Regions from separate parts of the Pan troglodytes genome. Here region 1 is linked to region 2. The links are chromatin contacts, called in public HiChIP or PLAC-seq maps. All regions are on one chromosome and are shown on one strand. Each heading gives the region's core, a stretch centred on a gene start, on an enhancer-like site or on the middle of the called end of the contact. The rest is flanking DNA. Distances are from core to core; before and after follow the strand shown. Region 1 overlaps MED21 (mediator complex subunit 21). Region 2 overlaps STK38L (serine/threonine kinase 38 like).

Region 1 (6,477 bases), core at 3,268-5,767, 270 kb before region 2:
TACAGTATTGTGACAGCTTGGGAGGATGATTCGCTGGGGTTCCATGCTCATGTCAGAGTTCCATTGGAGAGCTGAGAAGCAAACAAGCTTAGCAGCTTTGCAGATTAGTTCATTTTTCCTATGTATTGAAAGGAAATGCAGAAACTGAAAGATTCCCAAATCCAAGATATGCATCATTAGAGGCTTAAAGTCTGTTTAGGCCAGGCACAGTGGCTCATACCTGTAATCCCAGTACTTTAGCAGACCAAGGCAGGAGGATCTCTGGAGACCAGGAGTTCAAGATCAGCCCAGGCAACATAGTGAGATCCCCATTCTTACACACACACACACACACACACACACACACAACCAGAAAAAAAAATTAGCTGGGCATGGTGGGGCACATCTGTAGTCCTAGATACACAGGTGCCTGAGGCTGGAGAATTGTTCGAGCCTAGGAGTTTGAGTTTGCAGCGAGCCATGATTATGCCACTGTACTCCAGCCTGGGTGACAGAGCAAGACCCTGTATCTAATAAAACAAAAGTCTGTTAAAATTTAGAAAAGGAAGGAAGGGCAGGAGGGAGAGAAGGAGGAAGGGAAAAAACTTACCCTAGCTTTTTAAATAAAACCTAAAATACCTTAAATGGAGCTGGGAGTGGGGATCCAGGGAAAAGGCAGGATTGAACCTCTGTGAAATTTGCCCATTCATTCTTTCCCACTCTAATCTCACCTTCATCCTGTATTTTTTAATTCTTATGCTCTTTTGTGGGTAGTAATTTACATTCTTTGTTCATTAAGTTAAATTCAGTAAATGCTTGTTTAGTAGCTATTATATGGAAATTATTATGCTAGGAAACTCATTCATTTGGTTGATAAATATGTGCCAGGCTAAATGTTAGGTGCTAGGTACTGGAAATATGGAAACAGAATATGTTTTCTGCCTGCAAGTAGCCCATGGACTGGTGGGTGAATTAGCGTGATGTACAAATAATTACAGCTCAGTATGCTAAGTGCAATAACAGAAGTGTAAGGAACAATTGTGTTAAAGATTGGGAGCATTTAATTTTCAGAATTCAGGAAAGGCTTTTATAAAGAGATGTTTAAAATAAGATTTTGTTCACTAGTATAGTGGCAAGTAAAAAAAATAATAATAGGCCGGGCACAGTGGCTGACGCCTGTAATTCTAGCACTTTGGGAGGCCAAGGCGGGTGGATCACCTGAGGTCAGGAGTTCAAGACCAGCCTGGCCAACATAGCAAAACCCCGTCTCTACACAAATACAAAAAAACTTACCCAGGTGTGGTGGCGGGCACCTGTAATCCCAGCTACTCTGGAGGCTGAGGTAGGAGAATCACTAGAACCCTGGGGGCAGAGGTTGCAGTGAGCTGAGATCGTGCCACTGCATTCCAGCCTGGGCGACAGAGTGAGATTCTGTCTCAAATAAATAAATAAATAATAAAATAAGGTTTGAGTACTGTGTGGACAATCACCAAGGGAGCAAAGTGGAGATGTGGATGGAAGTGTAGGCATTTCATACAAGGAAGAAATAATTATAGGTGTTTTTATATGGTGTGCATTTTTGTAAAACAGCAGAACATGTTTAGGGAATTTCAAAGAGTGTGGTATAGAAAAATGCTTATTTATAGTTATTCATCCCGGCACTAAGAACAGTTTAGATATTTAATAAATTGCAACTGTGAGTATTAAAGGTATTTAAAAATTGCTAAAGGTGTTTTTCTTAAAAAATAGTTGCTACAGTCATAAAAACCAAAGCATTTACAAGATTGACTGAGTGGCTCACTGCTGAAGCTGTAAAGGGTATGCGAGGGTTCACTATACTGTCTACTTTTCTATATCTTTGAAACTTTCAATAATATAAAGTTTCAAAGAAAGTACTCACCAAAATTGTGTGTTTAAAATATGAGATCTGTAATACTGGGTTCCTGCTCCTAAAACCATATAATCCAGTTGGCGATGCAACAGAAGCAAATGAAAAAGCATATGAGAAAGTGTCCAAATCATGAAAGGAAGAAAGGAGAGGTCCCTATGGACTCTAGCAATTCATAAAATTTATATGAGAAGTGTACAACTTAAAAAGGTAGGGTAAGGATTAAATAGCAGGAAAGAAATTGCTTTGGGAAAGGTAAAGAATGAGGAAAGAGCTAGACCAGTGGTTCTCAATTGGGGGCAATTTTGCCCCCCAGCGACATTTGGGACTATCTGGAGATACTTTATGTTGGCATAAATGGATTGGAGGGATGCTACTGGCATCTCAGGGGTAAGGGACAGGGATGCTCTAAACATCCTACAATGCACAGGTCAGCATCCCACAGCAAAGAGTAATCTAGCCTGAAAAGTCGAGTGCAGCCATTGAGAAATCCTGAGCTAGATGCACAGACTATATTTGGCAGGTGGGTTATTCTTGAAGTCTACAGCTTCAAGAGCTTCCTAAACCCCTTTTCAAATGTAGGCTAAGTTGAGAGTCTGGTCTGGGGAAAGGGTCCACAGCTTTTATCTGATTCTTAAAAAGATCCGTGGCCGAAAGAGGCTGAAGAACCAGGAAAACCAAGGGGTCAGGGACCTTGGCTGAAACAGATTATTTCACTCAGAAAATTATCAAGAGGTGAGGCTGGGTCTGTTTGCTGGAGCCAGATTATAGTAAATCTTGAAAACCAGGCAGAGATAGTTGGACATCAACCTGAGGTCTCTGTGGAGGCACGGAAGATCTATTAGGAAGATAATGGCAGGACAAAAACTGTGTCACAATATGAATGTCTTGAAGTGGCTTCTCTACTTCAACTGCCCAAGTTCCCTTCAATCAGGCTGCAAAACTTAGTATTCTTATGGAGTGGACTAAACTATATCCAGTCAGTCACCAATCCATATTAATTTTTTTTCTCAAAAATATATTTTAGTCTTTCTTTCCCTGCTTATCAGGGTCAACACCCTATTCTAGGCCCAGCTCATCTTAATCTTGGACAACTGCAAAACCTTCCTTAGTGAGTCCTTGGCTTATTCATCTTTGCAAATTGAGCACTGGATATACTTCCTGGCATGTGGCAGGCATTCCGTAAGGTACACTCTCAAGTGAGGGTGGGAGGAGAAGGTTGTAGAATCCCCCCAAGTTACAGTGAAAACAAATTACAGAGTGATTTCTCATTAGTCCCATTATGGGGAACATGCCTCATCCACGTTCTTAATGAGGCTCCAGTAAGTCTGTAGACTGTTTGGGGATGAGGGTGGGGCATGGGTGTGAAGCAGAAGTGGTGCTTCACAGTAAGTGTTGGGATAAATCCAACAAGCTGAGTTCCCCAGGGACTGTGTCTTCCACCTTCCCCGCAGCCACAGGAAGGTAATCACGGATAATCAGCCTGAGAAAGAGGATATGAGAGTTTTTTGAAGTCTACAAACCTGTTATTTGCCGATTCCAAACTCATTTCTTACCAGACTATCCTCAGGCTAAATTTCCTTAAATACCAAGTTTCGATTATCATTTTTCACACTTAAACTCTCAGTAAGTCCCAACTCTAAATCTAAATTGTGCAGCTAATTTTTCTTGGCCGAGCACGGTGGCTCACGCCTGTAATCCCAGCACTTTGAGAGGCCGAGGCGGACGGAGCACGAGGTCGGGAGATCGAGACCATCCTGGCTAACATGGTGAAACCCCGTCTCTACTAAAAGTACAAAAAAAAAAAAAAAAAAAAAAAAAATGCCGGGCGTGGTGCGGGCGCCTGTAGTTCCAGCTACTCCGGAGGCTGAGGCAGGAGAATGGCGTGAACCCGGGAGGCGGAGCTGGCAGTGAGCCGAGATCGCACCACTGCACTCCAGCCTGGGCGACAGAACGAGACTCCGTCTCAAATAAATAAATAAATAAATAAATAAATAAATAAATAAATAAATAAAATATATTTACTCTTCAATTTGGTCAATAAATAAACACGAGAGGGTACGAGAAATTACTAAAAAAAAAAAAAAAATCCCCGCAGAATCCAACAATCTCTGAAGCCTTTAACACCTAACAACCCCAAGGGGAGTATTTCGGCTCTTGGACTGTATTTCAAAGAGATTGGACCCCAGACCATTCCCCCAGTTACTCAAAAGATCCAGCCTCTCCTCAGGTGTAGCCCGCTCTAGAAAGGCCGCCTCGGGAGTACCACCCACTCCTGACGGGGCGGGGAGTTCTCTCCGACCCCACCCGTTCCAAGGACGCAGCCCTGTGATTGGCCATGACGCGTGCCAGAGCTGCCCAGTCGCGGAAGAGCCGCTGTTTTGGCGTCCGTTTGCTGCAGTAGGAACATGGCGGATCGGCTCACGCAGCTTCAGGACGCTGTGAATTCGGTGAGGAATTTCATTCGATTAGCCTCTGTCTTTCTCTTTCTTGAGGTAAAGCAAGGGAGGAAAGGGGCCCAAGAGGCAAAACTTGGAAGTGGGGAGCGGACTGAGAGACAGGGCTTCGGCATAAAGCGCTCTCTCGGGAGGCGCCACCGCGAACTCGGAGGTTTGAGGCCGGCTGCCGGGCGGTGCTTGAAGGTGCGGGAGGGAGCAGTCTCTTTCGCTTGAGGAGACCGGGAAGATCGTTCTTGTCCGGGTGAGGCCGCCAGGACTTGTGGGCTGCGCGGTCCTGTCGTGTTCCCTGAGGACAGTTTTATTTTCTTGCCAGTGGTGCTTACGGGTTCTCTTTCTTTTGGGGGTTGGGAGGAGAAGCAGGAGCTTTTTTCTTTCCTCATCAATTTTAATCCACCAAGGGAGATCTCATGCTCTGGATGACTGGGTTTTTGTAATGAAATGTCAGCCGAGAGTATTCCTTCACCAGCGCTTTCAGGTTGGTGCGGGAGCGATGCTGAGGTGAGGTGAGAGATTTTCTTTCATCTTAGCTCGTTCCTTTGGGCCCAGAGTCTCCTTCCATCTCTTGCCTCTTGGCCATCCCTCAGAATACATCAGTTTGGGGACATATTTATGATAGGAAATCTTCTAATCCTCGTATGTCTTTCCGTTTATTTGAGTCTTTTTTCTTTTCTTTTTTTTTTTACTTTGGAGACAGTGCCTTTCGCCCAGGCTGGAGTGCAGTGGCGCGATCTCTGCTCACTGCATCCTCCGCCTCCCGGGTTCAAGCGATTCTCCTGTCTGAGCCAAACAAAGTAGCTGGGATTACAGGCGCCCTCCACCACGCCCGGCTAATGTTTGTATTTTTAGTAGAGACGGGGTTTCACCATGTTGTCCAGGCTGGTCTCAAACTCCCGGCCTCAAGCGATCCTCCCGCCTCGGCCTCCCATAGTGCTGGGATTACAGGTGTGAGCCACCGTGCCCGGCCTACAAGTCCTTTTTAATGTCTCCCCCAGATTCTACTCTCTATTAAAGGCCAAGTCTTGTAAGTAGCTCCCCAGCTTTGTTCCTTCTGGTTATTTTTCCTCCACACTATGCCTGAGTGGAAAGTAGAAGCAAAGCCAGAGGATGCGCAGTCATGGGCCCCTAATGAAGGGGTCATGTTCTGAGAAATGCATGGTTTTGGCGATAACTTTTTTTTTTTGTTTTAATAAGTAGAAGTACAATGTAAAATAACCATAAAACAGTAAATACATAAACCAGTAACAAAGTCATTTAGTATCATTATCAAGTGTCATGGACTGCACATAATTGTATGTGCTATGCTTTCATACACTGGCAGTGTGGTAGGTTGATTTACAGCAGCATCACCACAAGCACTAAGGAACGCATTGCGCTACAGCGTTAGTACTGCTACGCTGTCACTAGGCAGTAAGAATTTTTCAGCTTTATTATAACCATAGGGGACTGACATAATACGTGCATGCCGTTGACCAAGACGTCAGTGGGTATTCCCATGCGGCAATGGTTGTACTTATTACCATTACAAGTTAGATTGTTTTCTGCTAAATAGTTTTCCATTGATAGTTATGTTTCTCATTGTCTGATTGTGATGTAATGTCCTAGATAAGGGGCTAGAGAGAAAACATGCTGATAGGAAAACATAAGTACCTGGTTTCCTTGCCAGTTTTTTTTTTTTCCTCACTGTAAGCTAATAACTTGGCATTTTTCTTAATACATCAGGCTTTGTACACTTGAAGAGTGTGAATCTACTTGTGATAAAACTGATCTACCCTGGGTGAATAACACTAGGTTTTAAGCTGAGAGGACCAGCCTCTAAATGTTGAATTCACCAAGATAAATTCTACCCTGCAGGGACTTGCCTGGGCTGCCAGCCAGCCTTCCTCAGGGAACTACTCCTTTGAGGTTTTACGAAATCAAATTGTAATGATGCTGCTGGATAGAAATCTTATTTTAGGGAAAATTTTGCATATTCATACATGTCTTGTAACTAGAAGGATAATAAGGACAGAGTGAATATGGCCTTAACTCCAGGTTAGGCATAATGATAATTGGATTTTGGAGAAAAGCCTTTAGGATAACTAGTATGAGTGCCTACTGTGTGTAAGCACCATCATGTTTACAAAGAGATACTCCTAAAGGAGGTTAAAAAAT
Region 2 (6,862 bases), core at 2,502-5,001:
TTATTAGGGTCTTTATTGTCTCCTTTCGACTTTAACATTAAAAAAGCTATGTATGAGCTTACTTGATAAATAGACATGTATTTTAAATATATGCTTTTAGATACACTTTTTTTTTTTGTGAGATGGAGTTTCACTCTGTCGCCCAGGCTGGAGTGCAATGGTGCGTGTGACATCTTGGCTCACTGCAACCTCCGCCTCCCAGGCTCAAGTGATTCTCCTGCCTCAGCCTCCTGAGTAGCTAGGACTACAGGCGCATGCCTCATGCCTGGCTAATTTTTTTTGTATTTTTAGTAGAGACAGGGTTTCACCATGTTGCCCAGGCTGGTCTCAAACTCCTGACCTCAAGAGATCCACCCGTCTCAGCCTCTCAAAGTGCTGGGATTACAGGCATGAGCCACCACATCTGGGCGCTTTTAGATATAATGGACATTGTTATTTTACAGTGTTTTTCTCCAAATTATTCTTGTAATCTTGTTTGATATACAGTATATACATATGTATATTCCATATTTTTGTAGAATGAAATGTAGCACAAGTTTTCATTGTACTGATTTCATTTTAAGAAAGCTCATTCCTTCCAAAGATCCAGTAGTTATTCATCTATATTTTCCTCTAATTTTTTTGAAGTTTAATTTTTTTTAACTTTTATTTCTTCCCCTCCTTCCTTCATTCTTTCCTTCCTTTAGTTTTCATGTGTGTCCTTTTGAACCATTTGCAATTTATTTTGCATTTTGGAGTGAAATGAATACTTGACTTGATTTTTTCCCCTAAATGGATACCCAGTTGTTCCAGTACTATTAATTGAATGTCTTCTCCTCTTCTCCTCTTCCCATAATCTATGATTATGTTGCCTCATTCTAAGCGAAGACTTTAAAATCAAGGTTTGGTTTGGTTTTGTTTGAGACAGAGTCTCGCTCTGTCATCCAGGCAGGAGCGCAGTGGTGCGATCTTGGCTCACTGCAACCTCTGCCTCCCGGGTTCAAGTGATTCTTGTGCCTCAGTCTCCCGAGTAGCTGGGACTACAGGTGTGCACCACCATGCCCAGCTAATTCTGTATTTTTAGTAGAGATGAGGTTTCGTCATGTTGGCCAGGCTGGTATCGAACTCCTGACCTCAAGTCATCCACCTGCCTTAGCCTTCCAAAGTGGTTACAGAGACATGAGCCACTGCACCCAGCCAAGTTTATTCTTACATATTTTATGAATGTTGTACTCCATCTCCTCCTCTTTGCTACTTTTGTGAACAGGATTATTTTTCCATTTCTAAATTTATGTCTTTAAAATTAACATTTTAAAGCATACATTTATTTTAAACTTTAAATTTCCTTATTTAAAAAATCTTTCGTCTTACTTTTGACGGACCCATATTCTTTATAACAAAAGTGAAAAATATAGAAGAAAACTCATGATATTGGGTTACTGGATGTATTAATAGATGGAAGCATGGCTCAGCTGACAAGGCAAAGGGAAGGATAGATCCTTCTGGGTGCACTAGCTATCATCTCACTCATCCAAACCCACAATTCAGAGCCATAGTTTAAACCTGTTGGCCCCAAATTCTCTAGATCACTGTAATATCTGTCTTTCCCCCAACCATGCTCTCATGCTCTCCAAAAGTTTCCCTAGGCCACTTAATTCATCTTTATAAATTCTATAAAATTCTGTATATATTTTATAATTAAATATGAATAACAAAGATATATCATTTTATATATATATTTATAAATTTGTTTTTTCCCAGTTGTTTTCATTTTGTTTTACCTCTGAATATTTCCTCCTTTACAAATAATGTTGACATACTCACTCTGGTCTCCCCTCACCTTCATTACCCATCATCTCCCTCCCCCCTGCCATTTACTCCCCCTTCTTGCAAATTGTGGCTTTTTTTCTCTTTTATGTCAATCAAGACAAATATTTTTCTGTATGTGCTCGTGTGTGTGTCAGTAATAGAAACTGATTTAAAATTCTTTTAGGGATGCCCATACTATCTAAAAGTTGGCATTGATTTTTTTTTCCCATCGAGGTGCTAGATTATAAGTATTTGAAGTTATGTGGCATTTCTGCTGAGGTAATTTTTTAAAGTTAACTATGACTTGATTCAGCTGAACATTTTTTTGCAGACAAAATCTAGTGCACTACCAGATAGGCATATAGCAATAGAACAATTAAATTTTATAAATATTATAAGAATAGACTGCTTCTTTCTGAATGTTTTTGAGAAAGACAGGGTGATAGTTTACCTAAACATTAAGATCGGTAAATAGAATTTTAAATAAAATTGCTGCTTTGGTAAATTTACCTCTTAATTGTTTGCATTTGGTTTATAAACACTTTCCCCTTCTCATTGCAAGTTTAAAAAAAAATGAAGTTCAGAGGGATTTTTAGTAATTATTTGGACCAATAAACTCAGGTATTCTGCCATGAACATCATTACTACAGCCAAATAAGCTTTCAGGTACTCAACCATTGAACTATATTTTTGTGCATAGGAAAACTATTTTGAAAACAGTTTTGAAAATGAAAATGCTAATGTTGAGTTCAGCACCACTGTGCCATCATCACCAACCTTATGATTCACAGAAGGAGCAAAGACAAGGGTGTCTGTTTATGAAATGCATTCCTCTGGTCTAGTGATCAGGGCATACGCCACATGGAGAGGGCCACGCTAAATAAAAACAAAAGCTATTAACAGCAGACACAGTAAAGAGATTACAAATAAATTGGTGTGTGTTGCCTCATGAGAATCACTCTTTTGTGAGAGAAAGGGTTAGCTCTTCCCTGGAACACCTCTACCTCTAGTTCTACCCCAAATCACTACTAACTTCTAGTAAGGCTTCTACCAAGAGTTCTTTTTTTACTTTAAATATTTCTTTTTGCTACATTTCTCTCCCCTCTCCATTAGAAGTAATCTAATTTGTCAAAGAAGTAGGCTAAGATCAGAAGAGAGAGGGAATGTCTATTAGAGATTAAATTTACAAACTAACTGACAATGGCAGCAGCCCAAGGCAGGAGGGATGAGCAGGAAGATTGAGCAGGGAAGGGAAGAAAATTAATAATTTTTGAGCATTAATATGTGCTAGGAGATACTTTAAAAATATTTTTTACTGATTTATTGATTTATCAAACACATGACGTATCTCAGTCCTTTTACAAGTACTAACTTTTAGAATTATCTTAAGTCTTATATTATCATAATAAGCATGCACACAAGGTGGCTATTATTATATTTATTTAACAGGAAACTGACACACAGAAAGTTTAAAGTTTAATTTGCCTAAAGTGACACAGCTAGTGAATGGCTGCACCAAAATTCAGACCCAGGCAATCTGGCCTTTCATCCTGTGCTCTGCCACCATCAAAGCGTCATATCAACCCTATAAGGTTGGCATTTATGATCTCCTTTTTAGAAATGTGGATCCTGACTCAGGTTAAATAACTCAGACAGGATCAGCCTTAAACTAACTTTCTTAAACTAGCCTTAAACTAGCTTTTCTTATACTTTCTGTCCTTACTGATCATTTACCCAGTCATCCACATCTGAAACTTAGAGATAATTACAGATTTTAGTCTTTCCAGCTGACTAACTGAGGCTTCTTTTCATCACTTCTGCTACTATCTTAGTTAGTCCCTCACTATTCTGTAATCTCAAATGTGCTGTAAAGGAAGCAGGTGGGTAATAAAATGTGGGTAATAAAAAGTGAATGAGTCTGGGCACGTGGGAATGGAGAGTTGGTGGACGGGTGGGATGTTGTATTGTAAGGGGCCGGCTGCAGCTCTGCTCCAGCTGTCATTGTGGAGCTGACAGAGCTCATTGTGGACAGATCAGACTTTTCAGGAGAAACCAGAAACCTGGATTTTCATGTGAAACCTTCTACTTTCTAAATTGTAGCACAAGCCTAACAAAATGATTCTGCAGGCTACCAGGTTGTAATCTCTGACTATTCATTATTAAGCCTCCTGAGCAGATTTACTTCCTCTAGTCTGATCTGTACTTCCAGCCTTTTGGCCATCCTCCCTGTACCAGCATAATCTATCCGAAGTGCAAATCAGATAGGATTTGAGGGCTGGTTAGGAGAATTAAATGCTTCTAAGAATGTAATATTCTTAGAAGAATTCTGGGTACTTGGGTAAAAACTCAATAAATATTCTTTAATGGCTGTTAGGTTTTCACTAAATTAAAAGCCTTGAGTGATTCCCATTTATGTTCAGGATAATTTTTAACGTGACAAAAAAGTTCTTTATTTCTACGTTCATCTTCTGCCATTTAATCAAATATACTCAGTCTATCGGTATGCTTAAGTGTGTCAGTGTATTTCATGCCTTACAGCTCTTCCTCCTCTGAGTCCATCTGACTGGTGAACTCTTACTATAGCCCCATCCCCTCCAAGATTCAGTTCAGGCATCACCTTCTGTATTAAACCTTTGATTATCCTTCCTCTTGAAGCACTGATTTCTCCCTACTTTGTGTCTCCATAAGATCATGAACTCCCTAAGGGCCGGAACTGTGTTTTATCAGTCTTATTCTCAGCACTTCATACAGTCAACATGGTATATATCTGCAATAAATGTTGGTTGAAAATAAAACAATTAGTGAAAGTTAATGCTGGGATTTGAAACTTCACCTATGAATTTCTTGCTTTTTAGACTGTGCCTCAGAGAGGAAAGAAGCTGTAGCTGCCCTTTCGTTAGGGACCCAGTTTATACAGTGTACAATCTGAGGACTTATTGTAGCCTAGGGCATTATGATTGCAACTAGTGAATTGAATTTAGGCGAATTTTTATACTACAAGGCAATATAGTAGCATTAAGGACACTCCTTCCTCTGAAATGCAGTATGTGAAAACTAAGGTGAAATCACCAGTTAAATAATTTGTTTTACAGCCAGGTAAAGCAGTTCTATTTTCTTCCTTTAGAAATTTGATGGTAAATGGTTGGAGATACCACATCTATTTATAAATGGCCTGAGTGCCAGATTTGTTATCTCCTTTCCCCAGGCTTGATAAAAAAGAATGTTGGACTTAACTATTGGTAGTGTCTCCATTAATGAATAGAGCAGTCTGGAGAAAACACACGTGAACAGGAAATTCAAGGGCACCTTGTGTTGTTTTTATCAGTCCAGGAATTCTAGACTTGCAAATTGTATCCTGTTCTTTTTCTGGCCAAAGAAAGGGCTTTAATAAAACAAAAAGAACAGTGTTAAATCCATTAAAGGAACACATTTGCAATACAATAAGTGCCAGTCATCTAGACCATTCTTTGTAATAATTTGATCACTTCTTAGTTTTGTATAATTTAAATTTTTTAAAAGTCTGTCTGTGTCTGGTAAGAAGGAAACAAATTTTTCTTGTTTTTAAAGCTAATCTTGTTTTTAAAGCTAATCTTGTTTTTAAAGCTAATCTTTAAAGCTAAACTATACAAGATATTGTATAATCATGAGTAAGGGTGGGATTTTTGTTTTTTCTGCAAATGTGTTTCTTAAGTAAGATTTATTTCTGAAGGCTAATAGAATACCAAATGATTCTGTATTTCTTAACCCAAATGAAATTATTATATATGAAACACACATATAAATTAAAATCTATTACATTAGAGTTGAGTTACCATCACTTACAGACTGCCTACTGTGTGCTCATCACTTTGCCAGGTACTGCAATGCTTTCATTACAAAGATAAATAGATGGAGATTTTGCCCTTATTTGGTTTTTAAACAAGACATACATGTATGTGTAACTACAATGGAAAGAACATCATAATCATTACTAAATTATATAGTGTCTAAAAGTAATATTTCATTACTTGACATCCACTTCCGATTTTGGAGTAAAACTCATTACAACTTCCTATGATGGAAGAAACCTCATCTTCTGTTTACCTTCTTTTTTGAAGACCTCAGGTCCATAAATATTTATCTAAAATGACCTCATATGTATTTCTATACTGTTGGGTTTTTTGTTTGTTTTTTTAGCCTAGATCTCGCTCTGTTACCCAGGCTGGAGTCCAGTGGCTATGCATAGGCGCCACCATAGTGCACCACAGCCTTGAACTCCCGGGCTCAGATGACCCTCCTGTCTCAGCCTCCCAAGTAGCTGGGGCTACAGACATGTGCCACCATGCCTGGCTCTATTTTTATACGGTTAATGCAGACAGTTTCTGTTGTTTGGAATTGTTTTGAATTCCCTAACACTTCTTTATGTTTCACAAAAATTTCCTCAAAAGTTTTGTTCATTAATGTTCCTCAAAAGTTTTGTCCACCTCTAGTCCCCCAATTTGGCTTCATTCTGGGAAGGCCTAGTCTGTAGCAGACCATCTCCTACAGCCACTTTCCAGTGGACATAGGTGCTCTAGGCAAGATAGCCATCAGCCTTGTGTGTTTTAGATTCCACCTTATCCCAATCCCATTCAACATTTAAATTGAATAACAGTTCTCTTTGTTTTGATGCCATGCTCGCCAAGCAATCTTCTGAACCTAATTTCTTGTTACTCAGTGTCTTACTGTGTAAATCAATAAACTGCATTCTGTCTTGTATATTTGTCTTTTGTGAACTTTGTTAGGATAAAGTGGCTTCCAGAATTTGATTGCCCTGAGACACTGGCAGCTGAGGGCCAGACCTTGCCGCTTGGCAGACCGAGCAGGACAGCCTGCTTGACAAGGCCCCTTGGCAGACAGTCAGCTGCCTCCAAGGCCAAACCCCAAGTTCAACATACATCTTTCTCTCCCATTTCTGCAAGCATAACTGTGAACAGCATAATTCTGTGAGTCATGTGTTATTTCTTTGTGCTTTTTTCAAGAGGCATTATAAAAGGTTTTTTATGTTTTTCACCATTCACTTTTTGAAAGGAATATATAAGGCCTTGGACAACTA

The links. HiChIP or PLAC-seq counts read pairs in DNA pulled down with a chosen protein or histone mark.
Region 1: an H3K4me3 HiChIP or PLAC-seq map of stem cell-derived excitatory neurons shows a contact between it and region 2, with 8 times the contacts expected there. The contact joins two enhancer-like sites. A contact is called at or near these places in 1 of 7 Hi-C or Micro-C datasets (stem cell-derived neural progenitor cells) and 1 of 1 datasets of contacts at active chromatin or transcription factors (stem cell-derived excitatory neurons).

What each region holds. Positions count from the first base shown.
Region 1 is chr10:68,517,806-68,524,282 of NHGRI_mPanTro3-v2.0_pri, reverse strand. MED21 (mediator complex subunit 21) reads left to right here. Exons shown (of 5, transcript XM_001143632.8): 2 at 4,098-4,317. The coding sequence starts at 4,276. Among named protein-coding and RNA genes, the nearest start is that of MED21, 6.7 kb to the left of the region's middle. Within about 2 kb of position 4,517, at least 22 of the 24 cell types and tissues checked have an H3K27ac peak or open chromatin away from gene starts, as enhancers often do. A contact at or near this core is called in stem cell-derived excitatory neurons, where this site is marked.
Region 2 is chr10:68,246,215-68,253,076 of NHGRI_mPanTro3-v2.0_pri, reverse strand. All of the region lies in intron 1 of STK38L (serine/threonine kinase 38 like), which reads left to right. Among named protein-coding and RNA genes, the nearest start is that of ARNTL2, 42 kb to the right of the region's middle. Within about 2 kb of position 3,751, at least 2 of the 24 cell types and tissues checked have an H3K27ac peak or open chromatin away from gene starts, as enhancers often do. A contact at or near this core is called in stem cell-derived excitatory neurons, where this site is marked.